Linked DNA regions of Ovis aries: region 2 is linked to region 1. The links are chromatin contacts, called in public Hi-C maps. All regions are on one chromosome and are shown on one strand. The core of a region is the stretch at or near the end of the contact, and the rest is flanking DNA. Distances in the headings are between cores, read along the strand shown. Region 1 overlaps CNN3 (calponin 3). Region 2 overlaps ALG14 (ALG14 UDP-N-acetylglucosaminyltransferase subunit).

What was found. Hi-C and Micro-C count contacts between places; a contact is called where the count stands out from the background.
Region 2: a contact with region 1 is called in a Hi-C map of skin fibroblasts, with 3 times the contacts expected there. The contact joins two enhancer-like sites. A contact is called at or near these places in 4 of 16 Hi-C or Micro-C datasets (hypothalamus, liver, skin fibroblasts and 1 more).

The regions. Positions count from the first base shown.
Region 1 is chr1:72,010,699-72,016,945 of ARS-UI_Ramb_v3.0, reverse strand. All of the region lies in intron 1 of CNN3 (calponin 3), which reads left to right. Among named protein-coding and RNA genes, the nearest start is that of CNN3, 11 kb to the left of the region's middle. Within about 2 kb of position 1,890, at least 14 of the 54 cell types and tissues checked have an H3K27ac peak or open chromatin away from gene starts, as enhancers often do.
Region 2 is chr1:72,157,829-72,163,768 of ARS-UI_Ramb_v3.0, reverse strand. All of the region lies in intron 2 of ALG14 (ALG14 UDP-N-acetylglucosaminyltransferase subunit), which reads left to right. The region is part of intron 2 of LOC121819814 (a long non-coding RNA gene); the gene reads right to left. Among named protein-coding and RNA genes, the nearest start is that of ALG14, 31 kb to the left of the region's middle. Within about 2 kb of position 1,593, at least 2 of the 54 cell types and tissues checked have an H3K27ac peak or open chromatin away from gene starts, as enhancers often do.

The DNA.
Region 1 (6,247 bases), core at 641-3,140:
AAAGTGTGGATATGCTAGTACCTGTCCGTAGGGTTTGGGGTGAGATAAGCAAGATAATCTGTGTAACATGTTTCAAATAATACCTAGAACCCAAAGTACACATATGTACATGTTAGTAATTGTTCCATTTTGCTCTGCTGGTTAGGTTCAGTCCTGTGTTCTCCCCAGCTTCTTTTACCTTCTAGATTTTGAGATTATCTTGAGAACTTGAACATTCATGCACCAATCTGTGTCTGAATGAGGCTTCTGGCAGATAGGGGGCTCCAGAGCCAGCAATATCTCTCTATTTCTAACTCAGGACTGTGCTCTGCTCCTGCGTCCTGATCCACACCTCCCCCAGCAGCCTGTAGTGGAGTCCTGCAGTGAACCCTGGGCTGTGTCCCGCGTGTCACACCGCCCTCAGGGCCATGGACTTCTTTGTAGAGCTAGAGGCCTCGCTTTCTGGGTGTACCAGTACTTTGCTTTTTCTTCCTAAGAAATTGATTTCTGTTAGACAAGATACACCTTTCATTTCTGGATTTCAGACAGGGTGGGTATTCCTCTGCAGTGGACTGATAAGCATATTTACCTTGTAGTATTGTCAGTGGAGGCCTTCAGTCTTAAATGGTCTTAGGAAGGTTCTCCCTAGACCTGTGTGAAGCAAGTCCATGAGGAGAAAAGACTTAATTCCTAGGTTCCCCCAGGTCGGTAGGGAGGGAACCTCTTCGTCTTCCTTCCTCCCAGGACCAGGAAGCTTCAGGGTGTGAGTGTGAGGCAGGCATATCCGCCCTGGGAAGGTTAGGAATTAGGGATGTGCGTCCAAAGAGAGGAGGCCTTCTGGGCAATTCATAACCTAAGCATTTATGGCCCTCTCCTCTCTTCGCCCACACGTCTTCTAGGGGACCCCAGCTGCTGAGTGGCTAGGCACACTGCTATGATATCATTGTTGTTTCTTCTTTCCTCTTCTCAGATGTTTGCACACTAATCTTTCATCATTATCTTAAAACCTCTCTGCCTGCCTAGTGCTGCAGAAGGCTCCTCAATTGGATGGAGAGAGCGCTTTATGATTGCAGTTTTCCCTCCTTCCTTTTGTTTCACGTGGGAGGAAATAGAGAAAATAATCAATACCATGTGTAGTGAGTCTCTTATAACTCCAACATGTGATTCTACTTTGGAAGCAAAAATAGCAACAGGAATCATACTTCTAATTGAGTATAGAAACTCTACTTATATGAAATAGCACATTTTAAGCTTGTTGGAGTCCTTGGCCCTTAGGAGGTGAGCTGGAACCTTAGGGCGGCTCTTCAGAGTGCTCCCACAGCCAGATCTCTCCCCCTGAATGGACACGCCTTCGTCTCTGTCTTTCCCTTTCTTCAGAGGCCTAGATGTGAATAAAAGCCCCTCCCGCAACCTCACCTCAGACAGACAGACAGACAGACACACACACACACACACACACACACGGGCTTTGCACACACACACACACGGGCTTTGCCTGCCAGGTGTTTGTTCCTAAATTTCTTCCTCTCTGGACTTTGTTTTTTTCATTTTCTGTTTCTCCTTTCATTGACAACTCTGCTGTTGACATCCTTTCCAGCATTTTCTAAAACATGCATGTGGAAGGAAGCTACTTTTTATGAGGGCCAGTGGAAGAACTGAAATGTTTTAGGTCTGAGGCATCTCTGCCAAATCTCTTATTATGAACTTTTGAACCATGCTGGCAACACCCTTCAAGACTACAGATTCTGGGGCTGGTTTGAATCGAAGCCGCAGCAAGTTCACGGTGCACCGATCTGCTGCACTGATGGTGCTGGTTGTTGTTGGATGCCTTCTCACATCTCCCTGAGTTGGAAGGATTTTTTAAGCCACAGAGTCTAAGGCACCACCCCGTTCTCAGTTCTTAATCCTTTGTCTGCAGGCCGCAGAGCTGCCTGTGCTAGCTTAGAGAGTTCCTGTCTCAGCTTAGTTAGAAGGGTGGGAGTGGGAGAACATTCAGGGGTGGAAAAGACTCAGACTTTGGAGCCACGCATGGTCCAGATGAATCCCTGCCAAGCCTGTGACCTTGGCCAAGTCATCGCTGCATGAATACGATGCATCTACCTTGGGATGCCATCTTCTTTGCTTATGAGAAACTCTTCTCTTTTTTGATCCTTATTTTATGAATGAAATATTTATCAGGAAGAATGCAAACAGTACCAAAATATGAAAGTAAAGAAGCGAAAGTATTCTGTATCCCTTACCCCCACCCAACTGCTTGTACACCTTTAAATATCATTTGGACATTTTAGAAATTGAATTATAGTCTATCATGTGGACTTCAATTATGTATTTATTCATTACTTCCATACTGGTGGATATTTCCTTAAAAAGTCACTTGTGTGGAAAAGTGTATAACTTCTGATCCAACATTTAAATATGTTCATGGATATTGCCAACTTGCTGCCTAAAAAACAGTTGACTAGTTCCCACTAATGGTTCAAAAAAGAAGGGAGATCTCCTCTTGATGTTAAAAACAGACAAAACTATCTGTGAGCAACCTTGTCGAAATTCAAGTCACGGGCTTTAGTTCTTTATTTTCAAGTCTTGATTCAGTGACATTCGTGGCCCCTCCCCCATCTGTCACCTCCACCAGACTCAAGTGGGGGTTGGCAATGAGATGAGGCTAAAGAATGGAGTGAGGGCATCTCTTTTTATAAATTATTTGACTGTAATTTTTTTAAAAATAGCTCAGTTGGCATCAAAATGATAACTTTATCAAAATAGCTATCAAAGAGTAGCTGGATAGGAGTGGCCAGCAAAATGTAGATAGAAAGTGAAGGGTTAACATTTATTGGGGTCTTAAGATTTATGTAAATGAGGTCATTGATCCTTCTCAGCACCTTCTGATGTGAGTTGTTATTAATGATCTCTGATTTACAGGTGAGGAAGTGGGCATGGCAGAGATGAGATTCTAAATAGAGCATTCAGTTTCCGGGGCTCATGCTCCTAACCATTTTAATTTGAGGTCAGAACTCAGGGCAAATTGGCATCTCTCAGAGGAGGAGGAGAAGGCAGACCAGAGGGGGAAGCTCCAGATCTTTTAACAAGAAGTCAGAAGGAAGAGAGGTGGGAGGGGGCCCCAGGAGTGCTGCAGAGAGGCCCAGAAAAGGAAACAGGCCACTGGACTTGGCCATGGAAAGATCACTGGTGACCTTTTAAGAGACCATTTTCAGTAGAGCACATTTCTGATGGGAGTGGAGTGGGGTTTAGGAATAAATACTAAGAGAGGAAATGGAGAGGACTGTCGTGATATAGAAGAGAAACAAGACCGTGTTTGAGGCTGGCAGCAGGTTCAACTGAAGATGTGCTTATTTCATTGCGCTTGTCCATTGATGGACGGGATAAAGGCCAGGGCTCAATACACATGGCAGGTGGGAGCAAAGCAGCACAGAGAAGAAGCTTTGCCATGAAAAACTGGGAAGGTATTGGGCTGGCCAAAAAGTTCTTTCAGATTTTCCCATGTTTCAAAAAGCCGAATGAACTTTTCGGCCAACCCAATAAAAAGGACGAGGACCAGAGAAACAGAACCGAGGTGGATAAGACATCCCTTTTTCTGTTGCAAGTGCTGTGTTGCCCTTCTCACAGAGCCCCTGATATCTGATGGCATACTCAGCAGGAGCAGGAGAAGAGGGTCCAGGCCAAGGCCTACGTGTGGAAAACACTGTTGATTCAGCCACTTCTCTGCTTAGTCCTCCTGGAGCCCCCTTTGCAGCCTGGGCACTGCTGTCTCTTCATTCCCTTCCTTGGCCCTTGATTGGAAAGGATGTGAAGTTGGGTTGATTTTGTTATTTGTGCCTGGGTGACCAGCAAGCCTTCACGACACAGCATCTGGGATACCTTGGTGTTGGGTGTAGCCATCTGATGGAGGCTTCCGTGCTTCCAGAGAAACTCACTTTTTCCCTCCCTTTCTGTGCTCTCAGATTGCATTACAATCAGGTACAATGTGAAGTTAGTTTTTACTGCTGAAATGCAAGAGTGCCCTCATGGAAAATTCCTTCCCTCTAGTTTTCTTGGGGGAAGAAAAAAGGCAGTGATAGCTTGAACAGACAATACATCTTAAGACCCTCATGAACTATCCCTAGCCAGCATCTATGCTACATGTAAAATAAGATGTGTCAATCCTGTTCTTTGCTGATTGTATAAAGCCATCTCTCCAATGGGTAGACTCCATCATAGTAAGCAGAAAAGGACCCCCAAGAGGAGCTCCCCTGAGAGCTAATAAGATGGTGAGGTCTGTTTCTCCTTGGCCTGCTTTCCACTGTTGTCCATCAGAAGCTCAGAGTAGGGGGCAGTGTGTGTGTTCTGACTCTGTGCCAGGGCAGGCAGCTGGGAACACTTGGGTGAGCATGGTCAGGGGGCTTCCAAGCTGGGGAGAGACGAGTTTACAGGTGACACTTGGGATGTGAGGGTGGATTTCATGCCTTCTTCCTCAGGTCATAATGGACTCCAAGACTTATCCTATGAAGCAGACTTGCCAATGAATAGACATTCTCAAGCTACAGAAAAACTACTGCCATGATACTCCTTGTAATTACAGAAAAAGAAAGGATTAATCTTCAGTCCTGTTCGCATGCCTGACTCAGATTATTTGAGAGGCTTCTTGGGTAGCACAGTGGTAGAGAATCTGCCTGCCAATGCAGGAGATGTAGGTTCAATCTCTGGGTCCGTGAGATCCCCTGGAGTAGGAAATGGCAATCTGATCCAGTATTCTTGCCTGGAAAATTCCATAGACAGAGGAACCTGGCGGGCTCCAGCCCATGGGGTTGCAGAGTCGGACACAACTGAGTGTCCGAGTACGTGTGCATGCACACACACACACAGAGTTCTATGAGGACACAAGCGCCTGAAGATCTTGCTTAGTCCTAAGTTGTGTCCTTGCCTGTGCTGCCTTGGTGCACGTCGTCTCCCCGCTGTGTGCCTCTAGTTGGCTCCCTAGGATTTCTGCGATTTATCCAGGGTCCACCGTCTGTGTGGCATTCAGAGTAAATCACTCCCTCTTCTATATGACGTCCATCTACATAGTTAGACGGTACTAGTCTGTTTCGTGGGCCCCCAGAGACCCTTCTAGGTCAAACGGAGCTGTTTCCAGCTGACCAGTCTCATGATAGGCTATATACGGTTTTCCTAATCTTTTCCCCACCCAGTTTGCTCCTTCTAGAAACTGACCCCAGTTTGTCAATGTCTTCTTTTAGAGTGTGGCACACAGAACTGACTACCAGGGCACAGTGGGATTATTAACTAACTCTTTTGTTCGACTACAAAGCACTAACTCATTCTGTTTTGATCAATGTCATCATCTGATGAGGTGGTTTGAAGGAAGATTCCAATCCGTGCTTTGGCAGGTTGATTTTTTTCAGTCTCTAAAGTAGGGGTGATAATTGCCTAAGGCTTTATAGTTCACATACTCTTCTCACATTTGTTTCATTTAAATAATCCTTTCCTTGATTTACCTCATGAGGCTGCTTTCATCAAACAAATAAGATGAGCAATAGTGTGTATTTTATAAATAATTATAGACCTCTGCAGACCAAGATAGCACTCACTTTTCTTAGGATCACTGAGTAAGCATTACTAGTTAGTTCTAGAACTTTGGGGCAGGATTTTACATATATCTTGAAGAATTTGTTTATTAAGCTAGGAGCTTTCAGAATTCAAAAGAATTTTGTTTCAACTATTCCCGATTTATGTTTTGTAAGTTTAATAAGTGTGTCTAATAGTTTCAAATCATTAATTACCAAAACAGAAGAGCAGAGATCTCACTCTTAGCCTCTGGGTGCCCATCCCTGGGAGCCCCTCCCGCCTTGACGTAGATCAGCACAGTGGGCACGTTTGTTGCTTCTGACCTGGCCCTACTTCTAGAATTACAAAACTGGGCTTCAGGAGTGCCATAGACATAAGGGACTTTTATCAGAAAGTAGAACAGATATGTCCCTGGTGATCCATCTAAGATGACTAGATTGGTAGATCAAGGAGATGTGATGCCCCTAAGAGCCAGGCATTCACATGCAGATGCCTTTCGGTAACGAGAGAGATTTTTAAATCTGTGGCGTTTCCCTAGTCTGGTAATACTCTTGGTGAATAAAAAAACAATTTGCTGTGTATCCACTATGGCAGGCATGGGCTGTAAGGGTGGGAAGGTGAGTGAAGCCTGTTCTGCCGTCAAGAATACATAGGCAGGTGTTCTTAGACGTGCCTTCATGTCTTCACTGGCTCCTGGTGGTGACTGTCC
Region 2 (5,940 bases), core at 344-2,843, 150 kb before region 1:
TGGCAGTGAGTTCCTTATAAATATTTTACTTACCCCTGTGCTCCCAGCCCAGTTCTGTCACCTAGTAGGTGCTCTTGGGAGTTTATCTGAGCTTACAATGAAGAGTCCAGCTCTGATAGCCAGTGTTGTAAATGACTGCTTCATCTATGATTTGAATATATTTTCCTTTTTAAACAGAAGAAAACAGTCTTTAAATTCATACCATTTTAAAGCTAAAAGGAAGGGTGTTTCAACTGCAAGTGCCCTAAAACAAAACTCAAAACTGGCTCGAACAATAAAGAGAATGTGTTGACTTACGACATGGGAAAAATTCAGTCTTGTTTCTGGCAAGACTTGGTCCAGCTGCCCAGGGAGGTCACCAAAGATAGCGGCGTGTCTCTGCTCCATCCTCCGCAGAGTCATCACCGCCATGGGGCCCCCCAGTGCTGCCTCCAGCAGCCCCTGACTCTCCCTCCAGGGGAGCAAAGAGCATTAGCACCTCCTGGCTTCATGTCTTTGCCCTAACTGTCTAAGGAAGAAGAAGGTCTCTTATAGGATGTAGGAGAGGGAGAGATAAAGCATCTTTTCCCAAAAATCCATGCTAACATCTGCTGCCTAATGATCTCCAGCTGGGTCATGTTCCCATCTTTCAGCTCATCATCACAGCCAGAGGTGAGCGTTGTTCCCTGGTGCTAAAGCTATTCCAGGTCTACTCTTGGAGCTACAGGTTGGGGGTTAAGGAGACGGGCTAAAATCCCACCAAAAGCATCTGACTGCGAATGTGAGCAAGAGTGTGTTACCCAAAGGAAAAATCGGATTATTGCTGGCAAAAGAAAGAGTTAATAAAAGTCTGGAAAAGGACAACTAATGTTCATTATGAAGGACTTTAGAAATCTTTTGGGCCAGACTCCCATAATTGTTTCAAGAACAAACTTCTTTTTTATTTCCCTGGAGCCTGAGACCTCCACGTAAGAAAAGAGCTTCTCAAGGTGAAGTGAGGAGTGGCTGCAAGTCGTGAGGCAGGGCTGGAGCAGCAGCCTTGTCTTCTTTGACGAGTCAAGCTTGAGAACCAGTTGTGGGATCGTAATGGGTTAAGGATCCCTGATCTCAGCCAGGCCTCCTTGCTTTCCAGTGAGAGACCTGAGGTCCAGAGAGGCTAAATCACCCGGGTTTCAGAGCTGATTATCTGAGCGGAACCTGGCTTGGAACCCACAGCTCATTCATCCTAAGTCACTTCACGGTGCATCATCATCATCTGCCGTGAAGTGAGCAGCTACCAAGTTCTGGAAGGACATGCATATAAAACCTTTTTTTTTTTTTTTTTTGGTAAATTATGGTCATCTTGATTTCAGAATAGTTGGGTGAATCATCCAACATACTTTTACTGTATATTATACTTTTCATTATTAAAAAGAGCAGTTATGAAAGAAAGCTGAAACCATTTTTGGTTGAATAGAATTTTACCATTTTCATTTTGTCTTGTTTCCAAGATTCTGCACTAGTGTGGCATTCCCTAAATAATAAATGTATTGTACGTTTCAGTGTGTGGTAGCAGCAAAGAATGACTTCATAGACCACTTGACCTGCTCTGTTGTGGTTTATGATGCCATCTGGATTCCTTGGTGGAATTATTTCCATCTAAATCACTATAAACTCCTATTTAGCTTGTCACAAATCTAAAGCCAGATATGTTTGTGGTTTTTAGTAGTGATGTAATTCTGAAAGACACTTTGAAAGTTACAAGTTGTCGTATACCCTTAGCATTTCACTTAGGGTTCCATATAATTCCAGACAAACTAGAAGCTTGAAAAAAAAATCTATTACTCTTTTTTTTTTTTTTAACTCTTAACCATTCTGCCTTTGCTGTGGCTTTGGTTATACATCAATCAAGTATGTGTGGGGAACACTGGGAGGCTCTGTGGGCTACACAGTAATGTAAGCCTGGTCCCTGCCACTTCTTAATGAGAAAGCTTATATAGATAGATGGAAAGGATGTCTCTAACTATATGGTGAAGAGAGAATAAGAGAGAGCCTCTCTTTGTCTTTGATATCACTGCCAGTTGTGAGAAAGAAACTGGATCACATTGCAAGATAGACACATACTGCAGGGTGGCCATGTTGACCTGCACAGAGAGAAAGGACTCAACTACAACATACTTTCTAGGAGTGTGTGACCTAGTTGGCTGCCAGGTAGGAGCAACAGCAAAACGGCAGAACCTGCCAACAGGGACTCGGGGTCTAATATTCAACAGAAAAGTCTGAAGATTTCTAAGGCCCTGCGTTTTTGTCCTGAATTTTCCCCAGAAAGGCTTGGGGGCAGAGGAGGGAGTCACTGGTAACAGTGGTAGGTGGGGGAGGGGTGCCAAACCGACAGTGCAGAGCGGAGCACGAACCCACAGAGAGGAGGGAAGCACAGAGACGAGCAAGGAGGCCAGGAGAGCAGTTCCCAGAGAGCTGCAGCACACTCCGGGCAGGCTGAGGACGCACGGGGCAGGCGGGTTGCCGCGCGGAGTCCAGGGTGGCAGGCTGGGGACGCACGGGGCAGGCGGCTTGCCGCGCAGAGCAAGAAGAGAAAATGGGTCAGGATGGGTAGCTGGCTGTCTCAGAAACAGACAGGAGGCCGGGAAGCACAGCTCCAGGCTGATTCAACTAGCTGTGTGTTGGGGAGTCAGGCTTCTTAGCAGGAAGGCTTAGGGCCTCAAGGCTGGGGTTCCAGTCCTGGCTCTACCACTTGCTGGCTCTGTCCCCCGGGAAAGTGGACTCCTCATCTGTGAAATGAGGAGATGGGGTTAATTGGTGCTTTATGAGATAAAGAACCATTATCCTCTGCAGCAGAGACCACAGGTTGGGACTTCTAGAAATGGTAGTGACACTTGTTTATCTACTCAGTGGTGGAGAGCATGTGTGACTCATGAAGCACCGTGCTGTGTGCCAGCATCACAGAATCCTGTCCTTTCCTTGGCATTCTTGCCCTGGAGAATGAGGCTGGGAGCAAACCATCACGAACAAGTTAATTTGCGTTACCGAGAACTGCTGTGAAGATGGTAAAAGAAGGCAGTGTGGTCGGGGAGGGGCTGATGGAGGAGAACTGAATCCTCTCTGAGGAGAGAACATTAGAGAGAAACCTGACTTGCAGGAAGGAGCTTCCTAGGAGACAGTCCAGGGCTAAGGCAGACCGCTCAGAAGAAGCAGCAAAGGCCCTCAGGAAGGAATGAGTCTGACACATTCAAACAGCAGAAAGGAGACCGGTGTGGTTAGGGTGAGCAGGGGGCTGTTGGGGAGGTAAGCCGGCACCAGACTACATGGGACCTTGGAGGCAGTGGTAAGAAAGTTGGATCTCATCCCAAGTGCAGCGGTAAGCCTTTGGAGGGCTTTAAGCAGGAGAATGAAAGGAAAGCCTTGCTGTACATTATGGAAAGATCGCTCTGGAGATTCTGTGAAGGATAAAATGAAGGAGAGCAAGAGGAGAAGCAGAGATGAATTAAGAGGGAATTGTAATAGTGAGAGGTGGTGATGGCTTGGATGAAAGTGGCAAGGATGTAGGGAAGAAGTGGGTAGACAGGAATGTGTGTAGAGGTTTGGGAAGAAGGAAATGGGGACAGTACCCCCCACCAGCCCTCGTCTCTGCTAGTGCCGACATAGATCTTCATGTCTATTCAGGAAATCTGCTTATGACAGAGTCTCCTGTTCATTTGTCAATTTCTGGTTTGGGAGTGCAGGAGTAAGTATCCTGTTTTGGTAGCAAATATAATAGTTGAGTTTCAAGATGTTATAGAAAAGCCTAGTAAACAGAGGAACACCAAAGCAAGTATATATTTCTTGCCCTAGCAGAATGGATTGAGGGCCAGGTTAGCAGTCCACAGCATTTCTCAAAGGAAGAACTTCCCCTGGGTCTCTGTAAGAATCCAGGAAAAAGCTGACTCTACTTGGGTCATGTGAAGTGAAGTGAAGTGAAGTTGCTCAGTCGTGTCCGACTCTTTGTGACCCCATGGACTGTAGCCTACCAGGCTCCTCAGTCCATGGGATTTTCCAGGCAAGAGTACTAGAGTAGGGTGCCATTGCTTGGGTCATGTGGCCACTCCCAAATCAAATGTTAGGTCCGGGGATGTGGCTCAGTGGGTAAAATGATGGGTGAAGCATCCTTTGTGTCCTGCATCCTATTAATAAGACATAAAAAGAAGGGTCAGGGACAGTTTCTTCAAGGCAAAGGTACAGACAAACAAAAACAGTATGCCTATAAAGATGCCTTCACTTGAATTGCTCCAGATGCCACAACTCCTCAGAATGCCTGGTCATAGCCAAGCCTAAATTATAGCTCTCTGAAATTATTCCATTCCTTTGTCTTCAAAGGAACTTTTGTGAAGCCCAAAATATAAGCATTCTGTCAATCAGTTTTCCTCATTCACTTCTTTATATGTTTGATTATCTTCTGAAACTCTATAAAGTAATAAAAATTCTCTTTAAGATTTTGTCCTGGCCTGGTTCTCAGTATTTCTTCTAGGTGACGTGGGACGTCAGACACCCCAGCACCAACTTCTGTGTATCAGGCGTGGGTAACTTGAGGGCCCTGTCCATATCCAGGTGGCCTCAGGCTTCCATCCACTGGACTGTACGCCTGCACATAGGTTAGTACAGACCCAGTGGACATAGAATTCTTCAAACTCTTTCAGATACACAGTGGAAGGCTCTCCTTTAACCTCACTCCCTTTCCCTTTGTGCTCATACCTCAAGCATCAGATCACTCCTCTCTCATGGACCTATTTTCTGGGGAGAGGATCCACAAGAGCTGAGAAGTTCCTCGAGGCCCTTGTGAATGGTCGGTTTCACAGAGAGAAGTCTAGGCTGTGTACCCAGGTCTCGTTAATTTGTTGTTGGTTCCTTCTCATCTTCCTTAAGGTTTCGTGCCTCTTGACTCTGGCTGTTTGTGAACTCTCAGTCCTGAGCTGTGCTTGGGCATTTTCCCTCTAGCCCCAGGAATTCCCATTTATTGAGTAGATTATACAAATAAGGCCCATGGAAGCACTCTGAAATTACCTCCTTTGTGTCATTTCTTCATTCCTAGTCTAAATACATCTCAGCTAAGTGACAGGAAGCTTGAATTATTTTCTATTAATACCCAATAGTGTACAAATCATTTATTCAGTAAATATGCATTGCTCAAATACTCATAAGCACTGAGATTTCAGTGATTCAGATTCCTGGCCTCTTCAGGTAAATTATATTCTAGTGGAGCAAACAGACAGACATGTGGAGGAAACATATAATATGCCAGGAGAGTAACTAGGGTAACTTTAAAACAAAAGGCAAGCCTGGTGTTTGGAGGAGAAAGGAGTATGTGTACAGGCGAGAGGAGCAGGGTTATGTAGAAAGATTAGTCGGAAAAGGTGCCTCTGAGAACTGATCTGGTGGATTTGGGTGGGAAGAGACTTGGATTTGGAGAGAAATCTCTATTTTGGTAGGATTGCCAGTTACCTGAAAATTTAGATGGTATTTGGACGTACTGGCCTCTCTGGTGTGAAGCCATAGGCCAGAAAGTGGCACCATATGTAACCACCACCACTCACCCTGGCCCCATCCCCTGCTAGTAACTGTTATGGTTCTGACCCCTTGCCTAGCTCGATCCTTACTGCCCTCCTTTCTCCACACTGGTCACCACCTCTCTCTTGCCCTGTTTATCGCACTGGTAGAACTTCCAGGCTGGCTTTCTTCACAGCGACCACTTAAGCTCTCATCCTTGATGGTAATGTAGATGCTTGCATCACATTGCCTTGGACTATTCTGAATAAATTTTCTTTCCTATCTCTAGGATGAACCTACCTTCTCATTGCCCACCCTGTGGGTAACAATATACTCTATCATTGAAATTGGGATGCTTATGAGAGCAGAAGGAAGTAGTATTAGTAATTATGCTGGGACTACAGGTATAAACTGGGACCATCCCGTGCAAACTGGATGATTGGT